2 separate regions of the Mus musculus genome follow, and region 2 is linked to region 1. The links are chromatin contacts, called in public HiChIP or PLAC-seq maps. All regions are on one chromosome and are shown on one strand. Each heading gives the region's core, a stretch centred on a gene start, on an enhancer-like site or on the middle of the called end of the contact. The rest is flanking DNA. Distances are from core to core; before and after follow the strand shown. Region 1 holds the start of Zfp930 (zinc finger protein 930). Region 2 has its middle 39 kb from the start of D130040H23Rik.

Region 1 (7,746 bases), core at 1,803-4,302:
GGGCAGAGCCGGGCGTGGTGGCGCACGCCTTTAGTCCCAGCACTTGGGAGGTAGAGGCAGGCGAATTTCTGAGTTCGAGGCCAGCCTGGTCTATAGAGTGAGTTCCAGGACAGCCAGGGCTACACAGAGAAACCCTGTCTCGGGAAAAAAAAAAAAAAAAAAGAAGCAGGGGCAGAGAACCTGGAATGTCTGAGGCATTTCTCTCTGTAGATTTCATTGTTTCAATGGATAACTGCTTCTTTAATTAGAGAAATTAAAAAACACTAAGCTATAGAGAAGGTTCTGATGCTAAGGTCCTATTGCCTAATTGGTTCTTGACCCATCAATAAAGATGCTAGCAGCCATTGAGCTAAGTAACCGAGCAACTAAAGTTGAGGACAGATTTAGGGTGGTGGGACAAGAGTACTGGGGAGGGCACGCTTGCCTCAGAAGATAAATGATGCCCAGCAACTGACAAGGCAAGTTGAAATTGAGCAGTGTGTGTGCCTGGGTTTTTCATCCGAAGAGCCAATATTCTCTGGGTGGGGGCTGGTAGCACACAGGTTCCCAGAGTTAAGGTGGGGTAGCAAACTCAACACTAAGCAATTCTGTGATGAAGAAGTGGATATTGTCTTAGTAAAGTCCCAGAACTTCTCTGAGTTCCAATTTTCTCATATACAGAATGAGACATTAAATGATCTAGGGCCCTCTCAAAGCTCTAATATATTTTAACTTTTTTTTTCTATTCTATTTCACAAATCACAGGCTGTGTAGACACAAAGACCACTAGCAAGTGTCGGGAACTGCTTTAATTTTCTTTTTAAAAGCAAATAAAGTTATGGATCTGAGGGAGGGGCAGGGAGAATTAATAATTGACCTTGCTCCTGTACACAATATTAGCTGCTGGGGTCTGTAACCTGACACACTCAGCTACAGGCAGTGAGGGCCTATATCTCAAACCTCTGAGCTGGCTTAACTATTTCAACCAGGATTGCACATATCTGCATAGGAGAGTTCCTTAGCTGGAAATTCGATATCAACTGGCTCAAGGTAACCTCCCCAAATTGTACACCCACCAATCTGATCTGTCTTCGTTCACATGGCATGAATCAATACATGTCGAAAAATTACAAAACCACCCTCCTACTTCAATCAGGACCTTCTTCATAATGGGACTACTGGAGCTGACTGCCTTAAACTTCAGTCTGTGATCTAGCTATTGCCTTCCCCATTTCCCCCTGCACTGTATACAATAAACTGTTGCTCCTATTTTGGTCTGAAAGTAGAGACCATGCTCCACACACAAATCCTTTTACTACTGCTTAAATGATTCTTGTGGTCTAAGTGACTCAAATTGGTCATTTTAAAACTCTATGATGGTATAACCCCTTAATTTAAGAATTTTAGAATTTTAATTTTAGTCAAGTGGACAGCAAGATATATACCCTGTGGACATATAGACTTGTCTGTATCTAGGGTCAAGGCTACCTGAAACAATGTAACAGACAGAGCCTCAGAAACATTTTTCTGCAGGAGGTACAGGTGTTCTAGAATTAATGTGTCTGCCCAGAGAGAAATAACTTGATGAACGTAAGGTATTAATGAAGAAAAATTCTTGAAGAATAGCATGCATACAGCACTGGCTGGTGCTCAAAGAGGAGCCAGCCTAGGACACATTTTCCATCCTACATATGCTGCGTCAGGCCCCAGGTTACACGCTGAACAATTCACATAGAGACAGGAGAGTCCAATTTTAAGTTGCTAAGTGGTTACTTAGGCAGAAGAGAGGCTTACACAACAAAGTATTCCCAGGACTATTTCTTAAGTACACCAGTATCCTGGAACAGTAGACCATTCTTCAGTGTCAGGGTCCCTAGGTGAATATGCCAGACTGAGAAAGATTATAAAAGTATAAAGGAGAAAAGATAAAAGCTGGGGTGGGAAATCATAGAGAGCACACTAAGAAGTTAGAAGAGGACTGAGCTGGGTGTTAAGCTGAGGAGCAGCTAGCTCAGGTCAGCTCTCCAGCTCAGGTCAGCGCTGTGTGTAGCAGATAATGTAGTAATGATGTGACGGCTCCTTATAACTAATAAACGCAGAGGCCCACAGCAGGCAGGCCGAGATCTTGATGCTGCTACAGTGAAGACCATACTGCTGTCTGGCTTGCTAACAAAAGGACAACTGGCTGCATCTATATAAGAGGATCCATAGAAAGCAGCCACTGCCTAAGAAGAAAACAGGACTTTTATGGCACACCAGGCCTTAATGTTGGTTACATGACCCTACCTGCTCCTTTGAGCAGCTTCTTGGTCTCCTGCCACTTCTTAAGGGCATCGGTCTAGCGGCTGTTTAAGATCAGGGTTGTCTCCTTCCTTATGGTTGGAGCCAAATGTCTAGACAATCCTGGTGAACAAACATGCGTATCTAGCACTTCATCTCTTACAGACCTCATTAATACACTATATCTTTGGGTGTTTCAGAGGCAGCCCACCTTTAGCTAAACTCTACTCTGTGTGACTTATTCTCTCCGAAGCATTGGTAAATCCTTTGCATTATCATCTCAGCAAAATAGTGGAGTGCTACCAACACATAAGATTCCATGCACAATACCCACAAAATTAACTCCAAATGTGAAATCCGAAGAACAGAAATTCTAGAGATGCTAGCTAAACTAAAACGGCAACCTGCCGTCCTCTGATGCACAAGAAGCACGGTGATGTTGGCTACAAAGATGTTTCTACGCACACACCATGTCCCCAAAGCTCTACACAGACGCTGCCCACAGGGTGAAGTTCTTCAGAGGTCACCACTTTGGTACAGGGAACTACAGAGACCGCATGGGACTTCATACAACTCCACATCTGGCCCACTAGCTTCCATCCAGTCCAAGGGTAGCCTACCAAAAGGGATGCCGAGGCTCAGCAGCCCACTTCTCCCAAGACTGCGGTCCCTTGCTCACCATAGCGTGGCTTCCAAGCTCGCGTGCACCCCTCACAGATCCTGTTACACGCAAAGAACCGCTTGCATTTTCCCAGCTTCGGAACGGAGCCTGGAGCCTGGCGCCCGGAAGAGCCCGCCTCCCCGATGACGCTCCGACTGCAGGTTCTCATTGGCTGATGAGGCCTGAGTGACAAGAGTCCCTCCTTTGGCGTTGGAGTTTAAGGAACAGCACAGAACAGTATTTCCTGTTGCAGATATTTGCATTTCAGGAGTCCTTGCTCTTGACCTGAGGTAGCTTCACTTCTATCTTTCCTTGCGTGGTAGGCACTTTCCCCTTTTCCTCCTTGACACAAGGTAGCTAGTTTAAATAGCACATTACAAAATGTGGAGTGGAGTGTTTCTCCTGTCCCACAAGTGGAAGGGTGCCCACGATATTAATAATTAAGGAGATTTTAGAAAACAAATGTTTGTTCTGTGGGTTCACGGTGAGGTCAGGTGAGCTACAGCTACGTTCTACCTGGCTGGCAAAGGTACACTGGACAATCCTGAGAGAAAACCTGGAACCACATCACAAACACAATGAAATGTGTTTCTCCCACAAGAAGGCTGGATGGTGGATCCATCCCTATAGGAGTTTTCTTCCTGAAATTCAGGTCTATCTCTTGACAAATTAACACTAATGATAAGTGTAGTCTCCACGGTAACTTGAATAATTAGAAAGAAATGGTTCGAGGAAGAATGTTGTTTATGAACACTATTCCTAACATTTTTCTGAGTTAAGGTGAGAAAACGCAGCTGTATTAGTCAAGGTTCTCTAGATGAACAGAAATGATAAAAATGAGCGTCTCTTTCCCTCTCTGTATGTAGAAAGGGGATTTATTAAAACGGCTCGCAGGCTGTGGTCCAGCTAGACCAACAAGTGCTGTCTAGCAACTAAAATTGGAAGAATCCAGTAGTTCAGTCCATGAGGCTGCGTGTCTAAGCTGGGCTTCACTGTATACCACATTTTCAAAGAAGGAGGCTCTAAAGGAATGAACTTGCTAACCAAAGATAGGGCAGAGAGAGAGAGAGAGAGAAAGAGAGAGAGAGAGAGCTTCTTTCTTCTCTATTTATGTGGACTGTCACCAGAAGGTGTGGCCCAGATTAAAGGTGGATCTTATCGCCTCAAAAGACCCAGAAGCGTCTTCCCACTTCATAAGTTTTAATTAAGAAAAATCTCTCACAGGTATATGCAACTTTTTGGGTCTTAGTTAATTTGTAGTCAGTTTGTCTACCAAGAATAGCCATCATAACAGACAAGACAGAAAAACTTGGAAATATTTCTTACCAGCAGAAAGCAGGGAAATCATTTAACAAAAATAAAAGACAGGAAGCATGGGGGTTTTCTTTAGAGAGCCTGGACACATTCGCGTAGAGTTCTGCCTGATTTGGTGGTGTTCTTAGCTCAGCGTTGGACAGGAACATATACAATTTATTTTAAAAGACAGAAGGAAATGTCTCTGGCACGTTCATCTTGTACCTCAAGGTCATAATTGAAACTCATATGTTAATTGAACCCAGGGAGAATAAGACCACTACCACGATTTTGAGACAACTTGAACCACCTAAGAGCTGGCCATCAACTGGATCCTAAGTGCTGTAAGGAAACCAGACCTGAATCCACTTCTAGTGCCTCTTTTAAGTAGTAAAATCACAAGCTTCTGCCAAACAGGTTTACAGAAAACAGACAATGAGACAATAAGAAAATACAGGAATAAACAACCAAAGGAACAAAAATGTGGTCACCATAGAGGGTCAGGTATGTTCAGGATGTTCTCAGAAATATGAAGAGGCCAGGGGTCAAGCAGATCAGGCTCCAAGAAAAAGACTTAAATAGAGCAAATCAGTAAATGGGGTATTTTGAGCAATACAGCATAATGGCTCCTGCCTTCAAACTGAAGTCAGGTAGGTTCCTCACAAGTAAATGACACTGTGAATGTAGCTTACTTAGGAGCCAATACTACCTGTTAATTATGGCCAATACTACCTATTAATTATGATGTATGCTCTTAAAGGCAGATATATCAATGCAACAATTCTCGCAAACATACAGGAAAAGTCACCTATTTGCACAGTAGACGTACTTAGATGAACAGCTATGCTGAGCTATTCTATGCTCAGAAGAGCATTCTATGCTTTTGCCTCTGAGCAGGCTGGCTCAGAGGAAGGCCACAGCTGCTTCCATGCAGGACCAGAAAGAGTTCATTTTAACTAACCCTAGCTGCTGTCTGTCTTAGGACTGTGACAACACCAAAGAGTATGTTGAGTATTTTTCTTCATAAATGAATGGGGAGAGATTTTAGACATTAATTGGTATCCACATCACTGAAATAGCACGTCAAGGCACTGGAGAGATGGCTCAACAGTTTAGAGAGGTGGCTGCTCTTCTAGAGGATCCAGGTTTAATCCTTCTTTTTCTACCCTTTATTTTATATTTTAGTTACCTGGGTATCTGCCTAGTTGTGTCTGTACGCAGTACCGGCAGCATCCAGAAGAGGGCAGAAGATACCAACCATTGGAGTCACAGCACATTGTTAGCTACCATGTGTTACGGAAATGGAACCTGGGTCCTCTGGACAGCACTCAGTGCTCTTATCTGCTGAGCCAACTCTCCAGCCCCTCTTCTTTGAATTTAAGGTTTACTTTTGTACTTGTTCATTGAAATATATTGCATCTCATACACCCTTCCTTGTCCTCCCTCCTTCCCTTCCCAAATTCTTCCTTGTCATGCATGAGTAAGTACACTCTTAATATATGACTACAACCTGCTGAGTCTGTTGTTGTTGTTGTTGTTTGTTTGTTTGTTGTTTATTGTGTGTATATAGTTTCAGGAATGATTACATTGCATTAAGTGGCCAACTAGGGAGCGTATTCCTGCCTCAGGCAGATTCTCTGACTTACAGATGAATTGAACTGTTTAATGAACAGTGGGAGTCTAACCCCTCTAATGACCTAGGCTGTCTTGGACAGCAAGTATTATAAAGATTAGAAACCTAGGGATGGGAAAATACACGAGCAGTTGAGAACACTGCCGATTTTCTGAGGGCACCCAGGTTTCCTTCCCAGCACACTCAGCAGCTCACATCTATCCCTAACTCCAGCTTCAAGGAATCTGAAAAAATCTGTTCACCTCCTAGGCAGCCATAAATTCACCAAGCAGGAATGAGGCAAAGTCACATAAACAGGCAAAACTCCCATATACATGAAATACAAGTGAAATACTTTTTCTTAAAATGAAGAAAAAGAGGAAGGGGTGAGGGGAGACACCTGGCACCATAAAGCTTATTTTTTTCAAGCTTGGTGTGGTTTTGCATTCCTTTAATCCCAGCAAGCAGGTCACAGAGGCAGAAAAATTACTGTAATTTTGAGGAAAGCCTGTGCTATATAACACTCACACACAAACACACACACACACACAAGGAAAGAAGAACAAAACTAAATAATAGAGGAAAAGGAGCATGGGGGAATTGGGAGAGTGTAAGACCTCTGCTCTAGAGCTACAGTTAAAACACACCCCTTCCTGGGTTCCTCTACTTGGAAGGGGAGATTTTTCTGTGTTCTGATCTTCCACAGAACACTTCTGTATAGTTACCTTTCTCTTGCTATTATAAAACTCAACCAGGACCAAGCCAATTTATAAAAGAAAGTATTGGGCTTATAGATCCAGAGTCAGAGACGTTGCTCACATAATAAACACATAACAGCAGGAAGACCTGAGAGCTCACAGTTTGAACCTTAGGTATGAGGTAGAGAATACACTGGGCATGGCCAGAGGCATTCATAGCCAATAAGCCCAGCCCCATGATACACCTCCTTCAAAAAGGCCACACCTGTAATCCTTCCCTAAGAGTTCCACCAACTGGGAAACAAATAAGACTATGGAAGCCATTTTTTTTTTAATCAACACATCTTCCTTCAACTCTTAGATAGTGACAGAGATTTTGTAGCTGACCAAATTCTACCATAATCTTAAATGAGACTGTTATGTTTCCAACATACAATGCCACAGAATATTAGCCATACTTCTATCTACCAATGCTCTATTTTTGTGATGTTGTATGTAATAGTCTTACATTTAATCTTCAAAGCAAAGTTTCAGCATCATATCTATAGCCAGCCTGCACTCCTGAAGTGTGGTCCAACTTGTCAACCATTGCTTATCTTAGTTGTAACTTCTATTTAGGACTTCAAAGGGAAACCACGGGTATCACATCCTGTCTTATTGCTATATGTCCTGGGAAGATTATTTTTCCAAAGTGAAAATTTCAAGGTAATGTCAGACAATTATAACTTTGGTAGATTTGGGGTATACCTATCAACAGTGATTGCTACATAGGTTTATTTAGAAAAGAAACAATGTTACCAATTAAGGCAGATGTCAGAGTTTCCATTACAGAAAGAGAATTCTTTTATCTTTAATCTCAAGTCATCTCTCTCAACTATACAAATTAAATTTAACCAGTACAGTACTAAAATTCTCATGTGCCATATTCCAAGAGACAGTGTATGCTTTGCTAGGAAAAGAGGCGGCTCCAAAGAAAAGAAGTACCACATTTACCTCTCGTTTCCAAATGACTTCTATGAGTGCTCTGTGTGTGTGTGTGTGTGTGTGTGTGTCTGCAAGTACCAGACATGCATGCGGAGCATAGACATACATGCAGCCAAAACACATATAAACCTAAAATAAATTAGGAAAAAAACTGGGAAAAAAATTAGTTGTACTGGAGTTTAGTACAACCAGTCAGTGCATCAGAAAATGGTTATTATGTTGTGATCAGAATATAAAGA
Region 2 (7,746 bases), core at 1,569-4,068, 100 kb before region 1:
AAGACAGCCATGCTAGGCTCCTGTCTGCAAGTAAAACATGGCATCAGTGATAGTGTCAGGGTTTGGTGCCTGCCTCTGGGATGGGTCCCAAGTTGGGCCAGCCACTGGATGGCTATTCCTTCAAGATCTGCTCCATTTTTATCCTTGCATTTCTGTTAGACAAGAACCAAAAATTTTGAAGGTAGGTTGGTGTGCCCATACCTCCAACCTACCTTGTCTGACCTCTGGATGTGGACTGATCAAGTTATATCTTTCCGCTACTGGGCATTTTGGCTAATGTCACTCTCATTGAGTCCTGGGAGCTTCTCATATCTCAGGTCTCTAGGACTTACTCGAGGTCCCCCCACCCCCATCCATGCGTCTCCATATTTTCATTGTTTATATATTGTCGAATAATTTGAGGAGAATTGGTATTAGCTTTTAAATCACCGGAGATGGGTAAAATAAGATTTTCAATTAGAAAATCAAATTTAAACAATGTCTTTCCACAAATCCAGCCCTACAGAGGATACTTCAAGTAAAACTAAAGCACAACGGCGTTTAAAAAAACCTAAGAAAACACAGGAAAAAACTAATTTCACCTCACCAAAAGCACACATATCGCATGTGTGTGCATGCACACACACACATCCATACACTATAACAGTGGGAGAGTTCAATATCCCACTCTCACCAATGGACAAGTCATCTAGAGACACTAAACAGAGAGACTCAACAGAGAAATAATGAAACTAAGAGATATTATGAATCAAATGGACGTAATAGATATCTACAAAACATTTCTTCCAAAGTCAATAATATTCCTTCTTCTTTACAGCTCATGCAGTCTTCTCCAAAATTAATAATATACCTGGCCACAAAGCCAGTCTTGGCACATACAAGAAAATTGAAATACCCTTTGTATGTTTTCAGACCACCATTGAATAAAGCTGGACTTCAACAACAGAAATGACAGAAAGCCTACACAGTTGTGGAAACAGAAAAACCTGTGTGTTCCTTGACCACTGGACTAAGGAAGAAGAAAGAAATTGACTTTCTAGAATTCACTGACAATGAAAGCCCAGCTAAGAGGAAAGTTTGTAGCACTATGTGGCTTTATAAAGAATTTGGAGAGATCCCATACTAGCAATTTAATAACACACCTGAAAGCTCTGGAAAACAAAAAAAAGAATAAGTACACCCAGTAGGAATAGAGAGCAGGAAATAATTAAGCTCAGGGCTGAAGTCAATACATTAAAAACAAAAAACAATAAAAAGAATCAATGAAACCAAGAGGTAGTTCTTTGAGGAAATCATCAAGGTAGAGAAACCTTTAGTCAAACCAACTGAAAGTCAGAGAGACAATATCCAAACTACTAAAATCATAAATGAAAATGGGGACATAATGATAGACACTGAGGAAATCCAAAGCATCATTAGGGCATACTTCCAAAACCTACAATGTACAGAACTGGGAAATGTAAATGAAGTGAATAACTTTCTCGATAGATATCACTTACCAAAGCAAAATCATGATCAGGTAAATGAAGTGAAAGTTTGCAGATATGTCATGTGAGGCAGACTATGTGGTCTTTTATTGAGGCAAGACCCATAGGAGGAAAAGTGATGTTTGGTTAGAATATAAATAGGACTCTAGGGACAGTGATGGCATAATTGCATAGCTAGCTTTGCAATATTCTGTTGGTCTCCCATCTTCACTGATGTTCTCTTTGTTGAGAGAAGCTTGGCAGAAAAGTTCTGGCTTCCAGCTGATTCTGATCAACATAGCTGACTCATGCTGATTGGTTGGAGTCCTGGCTATTTCCGCTGGATCCTGCCACTGCTACTGATTTGTTTTTGGTATCGGGACACTACTGACAGGACTGCTGGTATCCTGACAACGGGAGATTTAAATCACCTCAAAAAAACAAAAAACAAACAAACAAACAAAAAACCCTGCTTCTAAATAGGTCCACATCCCCTTGTCCTATTTAACATCTTTTCCCCCCTACCTTTGGGTGACAGGCTAGAAAGTAAGCTGCAGCATTTAAACACTCTTATTAAAAGTAGGTTTTAAACATATAAGCCTTCGGGCAAACAATTTAATCAGACCCATACATAAGGAAATAGAAGCTATCATTAAAAGTCTTTTGCCAAAAAAGGCCCAGTACCTGATGATTTTAGCACAGAATTCTGTCAGAGCTTTAAAGAAGAACTAATTCTAATATTCATCAAATTATTCCACAAGATAGAAAAAGAAGGTTCATTGCCAAACTCATTCTATGAGGTCAATCAGTATCTTATTGATGGCATTTTCTCTCCTAGGAAGGGCCTCTTCTTTTTCCAAGCCTTTTCCAGTTAGTTTTACCTTTTTAAAAGGTAAATTATTTGTATCACTTTTAAAATAATGATCATTAAATGCATCACTTCTATAATCTCTATTTGTTTCTACTTTCCAATGTTTTCTGGTCATTAATAATTTTATTCCATTTTTCTCAAGTGCTATTTGTTTCTTTTTTCTGTTTAGAGCAATGCCTCCTGTAGACCAGGCTTACCTCACACTATGCAATTGCAAATTGCATTGAACACCGAAATCGGCCTCTGTTGCCTAGGGCTTGAAAGACTGTCCTGCAACTCCTTTCAGGCTGGTCAGAAGGAAAAGAGACCAGTGAATGATTGTTCTTTGACCTCCCTGACTTTTATTTTGGAATTACAAATGATGAGGGGGCCGGGCCACCTTTGGCCTGAAGTCAGGGGACAGTCCCACGGTCTCCAAAGGACTCTCCACCCCACAGGCACCCTGGCAAGCCCAGGAACTTAGGATCACTGCTGGTGAGTGGAACACAACATCTGTTTCAACAGAACCGGTAGTGCCTAGGGCCAACTGGAGCATGGACACAGGAACCCCACCCGACCAGTGGCTCAGGTTCCTTCCAGTTGGTGCTGGTCTACCTTGGTTTCGAACTCAGCAGACAGCCCCATGGTCCCCAGAGGAGGTACCACTTCCAGGAGCTCTAACACGCCCCGGATCTTAGGATCCCAGGTTCCCAGGAGCTTGGTCACACCAGGATCTCAGGTCTCAGAGGAAGCATGGCTGCCAAGAATTCTGATACACCCAGAATCTCAGCATCACAGGATCCCAGAATCACAGGATCATAAAGAAAGCTGGACTCTGAGACGTTCTGACTCAACTGGGGTTACAGGAAGGACAGGTTCCAATCAGATATATTGAGGGCAGGGAGCAGTTGAGATAATCAGATGGTGGGGAGGGAAGCATAAGAACAGAAGCAACAGAAACCAAGGTTACTTGGCATCATCAGAACCCAATTCTCCCACCATGGCAAGTCCTAAATACACCATCACATCAGAAAAGCAAGATATGGATCTAAAGTCACTTCTTATGATGATGATGGAGGACTATAAGAAGGACATAAATAACTCTCTTAAAGAAATACAGGACAACATATCCAAACAGGTGAAGGAATTGAACAAAACCATCTGGGATCTAAAAATGGAAGTAAAAACAATAAAGAAATCACAAAGGGAGAAAACTCTGGAAATAGAAAAATCTAGGAAAGAAGTCAGAAGCCATAGATGCAAACATAATAAACAGAATACAACAGATAGAAGAGAGAATCTCATGTGCAGAAGATACCATAGAAAACATTGACACAACAGTCAAAGAAAATGGGAAATGCAAAAAGATACTAACCCAAAACATCCAGGAAATCCAGGACACAATGAGAAGACCAAACTTAAGGATAATAGGTATAAACGAGAAGGAAGATTTCCAACGTAAAGGGCCAGTAAATATCTTCAACAAAATTGTAGAAGAAAACTTACCCAACCTAAAGAAAGAGATGTCCATGAACATACAAGAAGTCGTCTAAAAAACTTCAAATAGTTTGGACCAGAAAAGAAATTCCTCCAGTCATATAATAATCAAAACACCAAATGCACAAAACAAAGAAAGAATATTAAAAGCATTAAGGGAAAAAGATCAAGTAAAAAGGGAAAAAGGGCAAATAAAGGCACACCTATCAGAAGTACACCAGACTTCTCCCCAGAGACTATGAAAGCCAGAAGGATCCTGGGCAGATGTCATACAGACCCTAAGACAGAACAAATGCCAGCCCAGGTTACTGTTCCCATCAAAATTCTCAATTACCATAGATGGAGAAACCAAGATAATCCATGACAAAAAAAATGCACAATATCTTTCCACAAATCCAGCCCTTCAAATAATAATAAAGGGAAAAGTACAACACAAGGAGGGAAACTATGCCCTAGAAAAAGCAAGAAAGTAATCCTTCAGCAAACCTAAAGAAAGAGAGTCACATGAACAAAAATTCCAACTCTAACTACAAAAATATCAGGAAGCAACAATTACTTTTCCTTAATATCTCTTAATATCAATGAACTAAATTCCCCAATTAAAAAAATAGACTAACAGACTGGTTACATAAACATTTTGCTGCATACAGAAAACCCAGCTCAGTGACAAAGACAGACACTACCTCAGAGTAAAAGGCTGGAAAACAATTTTCCAAGCAAAGAGTCCCAAGAAACAAGCTGGAGTAGCCATTCTAATATCAAATAAAATCGACATTCATACTAAAGATATCCACAAAAAGGTAAGGAGGGACACTTCATACTCATAAAAGGTAAAATTTACCAAGGTGAACTCTCGATTCTGAATATCTATGCTCCAAATGCAAGGGCATTCGCATTCATGAAAGGAACTTTAGTAAAGCTCAAAACACACATTGCATCACAAACAATAATAGTGGGAGACTTGAACATACCACTCTCATCAATGGACAGATCTGGGAAACAGAAACTAAACAGAGACACAGTGAAACTAACATAAGTTATGAAACAAATGGATTTAATTAATATCTACAGAACATTTTATCCTAAAACAAAAGGATATACCCTTTTCTCAGCACCTCATGGTATCTTCTCCAAAATTGACCATATAATTGTTCACAAAACAGGCCTTAACAGATACAAAAATATTGAAATAATACCATGCATCCTATCAGATCACCATGGACTTAGGCTGATCTTCAATAACAACATAAATAATAGAAAGCACATATACATATGGAAAGTTAACAACACTCTACTCAATAACTTGGTAATGGAAGAAATAAAGACATTAAAGATTTTTTAGACTTTTATGAAAATGAAGCCACAACATATCCAAACTTATGGGACACAATGAAAGCAGTCCTAAGAGGAAACCTCATAGCTCTGAGTGCCTCCAAAAACAATCTGGAGAGAGCATACATGAGCAGCTTGACAGCACACCTAAAAGCCCTAGAACAAAAGTAAGCAATTTTACCCAAGAGGAGTAGATGGCAGGAAATAATCAAATTCAGGGATGAAATCAACCAAATAGAAAAAAAAAAAAGAACAATACAAAGAATTAACCAAACCAGGAGCTGGTTCTTTGAGAAAATCAACAAAATAGATAAATCCTTAGCCAAACTAACTAGAGGGCACAAGGACAATGTACTAATTAACAAAATCAGAAATAGAAAGGGAGACATAACAACAGAATCTGAAGAAATCTAAAAAAGTCATCAGATCCTACTACAAAAGCCTATACTTAACACAACTGGAAAACCTGGATGAAATAGAAAATTTTCTATACGATACCACTTACCAAAGTTAAAACAGGATCAGATTAACAGCCTAAACAGTCCCATGTCCCCTAGATAAATAGAAACAGTCATTAATAGTCTCCCAACTAAAAAAAAATGCAGTACATGATGGATTTAATGCAGAGTTCTATCAGACTTTTAAAGAAGACCTAATTCCAATACTCTTCAAACTATTCCACAAAATAGAAACACAAGGTACTCCACCCAATTCCGTTCTATGAAGCCACAATTATTCTGATACCTAAACCATACAAAGGCCCAACAAAGAAAGAGAACTTCACATCAATTTCTCTTATGAATATCGATGCAAAAATACTCAATAAAATTCTCGCAAATTGATTCCAAAAACACATCAAAATGATCATCCATCATGATCAAGTAGGCTTCATTCCAGGGATGCAGGGAAGGTTCAATATATGGAAATCCATCAATGTAATCCACTATATAAACAAACTCAAAGAAAAAAAAACCACATGATTATTTCATTAGATGCTGAGAAAGCATTTGACAAAATCCAACACCCCTTCACAATAAAGTCTTGGAAAGATCAGGACTTCAAGGCCCATACCTAAACATAATAAAAGCAATATACACCAAACCGGTAGCCAACTTCAAACTAAATGGAGAGAAACTTGAAGCAATCCAACTAAAATCAGGGACTAGACAAGGCTGCCCACTCCCTCCCTACCTATTCAATATAGTACTTGAAGTCCTAGCCAGAGCAATTAGAAAATAAAAGGGGGTCAAAAAAAAATACTAACTGGAAGGGAAGAAGTCACAATATCACTATTTGCATATGATGATAGTACATATAAGTGATATCCTTTAAATTAGCCACAAATACTGAAAATTTAGTGTAACTCTAATCAAGCAAGTGAAAGATCTATATGAAAAGAACTTGAAGTTGCTGAAGGAAGAAATACAGGAAAATATCAAAAGATGGTAGATCTCTTATGCTCATAGATCAGTAGGATTATCATAGTGAAAATAGCCATCTTCCCAAAAGCAATCTTACAGATTCAATTCAATTTCCATCAAAATTCCAATAGAATTCTTTACAGACCTTAAAAAATCAATTCTTATCTTCATACAGAAGAACAAAATACCCAGGATAGCTGAAATAATCCTGAAAAATAAAAGAATATCTGTGGGTATCACCATTCCTGACCTCAAGCTCTACTACAAAGCAATAGTAATAAAAACTGTATGATACTGGTACAGGAACAGACAGGTTGATCAATGGAATTGAATCAAAGATCCTGAAATAAACCTACATACCTATGGACATTTGATTTTTATTATTATTTTTTTTTTTACAAAGAAGGTAAACCATACCATGGAAAAAAGAAAACACCATTAACAAATGGTGCTGGTCTAACTGGATATCAGCATGTAGAAGAATGAAAATAGATCAATATGTATCACCCGGCACAAAACTCAAGTCCAAGTGGATGAAAGACCTCAATGTGAAACCAAATACACTAAATCTAATATAACAGAAAGTGGGAAATAGCCTTCAACTCATTGATACAGGAGACAACTACCAGAACTCAGGCTCCTAGATCAACAATTGGTAAGTGAGACCTCATAAAACTGAAAAGCTTCTGTAAGGCAAAAGACACAGTCAATAGGACAAAACAGCAGTCTACAGATCTGGAAAGGATGTTCACAACCCTTACATCTGAAAGAGGGTATCCATAATTATAAAAAACTGAAAAGTTAGACACCATTGAACCAAATAACCAATTTTTTAAAAAGTGGGGTACAAAGCTAAGTACAGAATTCTCAACAGGGGAATCCAGAATGGCTGACAAGCGCTTAAAGGACCTTAGTCATCAGGGAAATGCAAATCAAAACAACCCTAAGATTCCCTTCTTACACCCATCCGAATGGCTAAGATCAAAAACTCAAGGAGCAGCACGTTCTGGGGAAGATGTGGAGCCACTGCTGGTGGGAGTATAAACATGCGTAACCAAACTTTGTACAGCCAATCAACTTGGCAGTTTCTCAGAAAATTGAGAATAGCTCTCTTTCAAGACCTATATATACCACTTCTGAGCATATATCCAAAAGATAACCCACGATATCACAGGGACAA

The links. HiChIP or PLAC-seq counts read pairs in DNA pulled down with a chosen protein or histone mark.
Region 2: a contact with region 1 is called in an H3K27ac HiChIP or PLAC-seq map of embryonic stem cells, with 6 read pairs. The contact joins the enhancer-like site here to the promoter of Zfp930 in region 1. A contact is called at or near these places in 2 of 484 Hi-C or Micro-C datasets (embryonic stem cells and myeloid progenitors), 2 of 115 datasets of contacts at active chromatin or transcription factors (both in embryonic stem cells) and 1 of 9 other capture datasets (adipose tissue).

Annotation. Positions count from the first base shown.
Region 1 is chr8:69,204,352-69,212,097 of GRCm38.p6, reverse strand. It overlaps Zfp930 (zinc finger protein 930), which reads right to left and starts at 3,052. Exons shown (of 4, transcript NM_001013379.2): 1 at 2,939-3,052. The coding sequence starts at 2,941. Gm39188 (a long non-coding RNA gene) reads left to right here and starts at 3,101. Exons shown (of 2, transcript XR_870488.3): 1 at 3,101-3,239; 2 at 5,399-5,722.
Region 2 is chr8:69,306,208-69,313,953 of GRCm38.p6, reverse strand. No RefSeq gene overlaps it. Among named protein-coding and RNA genes, the nearest start is that of D130040H23Rik, 39 kb to the right of the region's middle. Within about 2 kb of position 2,818, at least 3 of the 459 cell types and tissues checked have an H3K27ac peak or open chromatin away from gene starts, as enhancers often do. A contact at or near this core is called in embryonic stem cells, where this site is marked.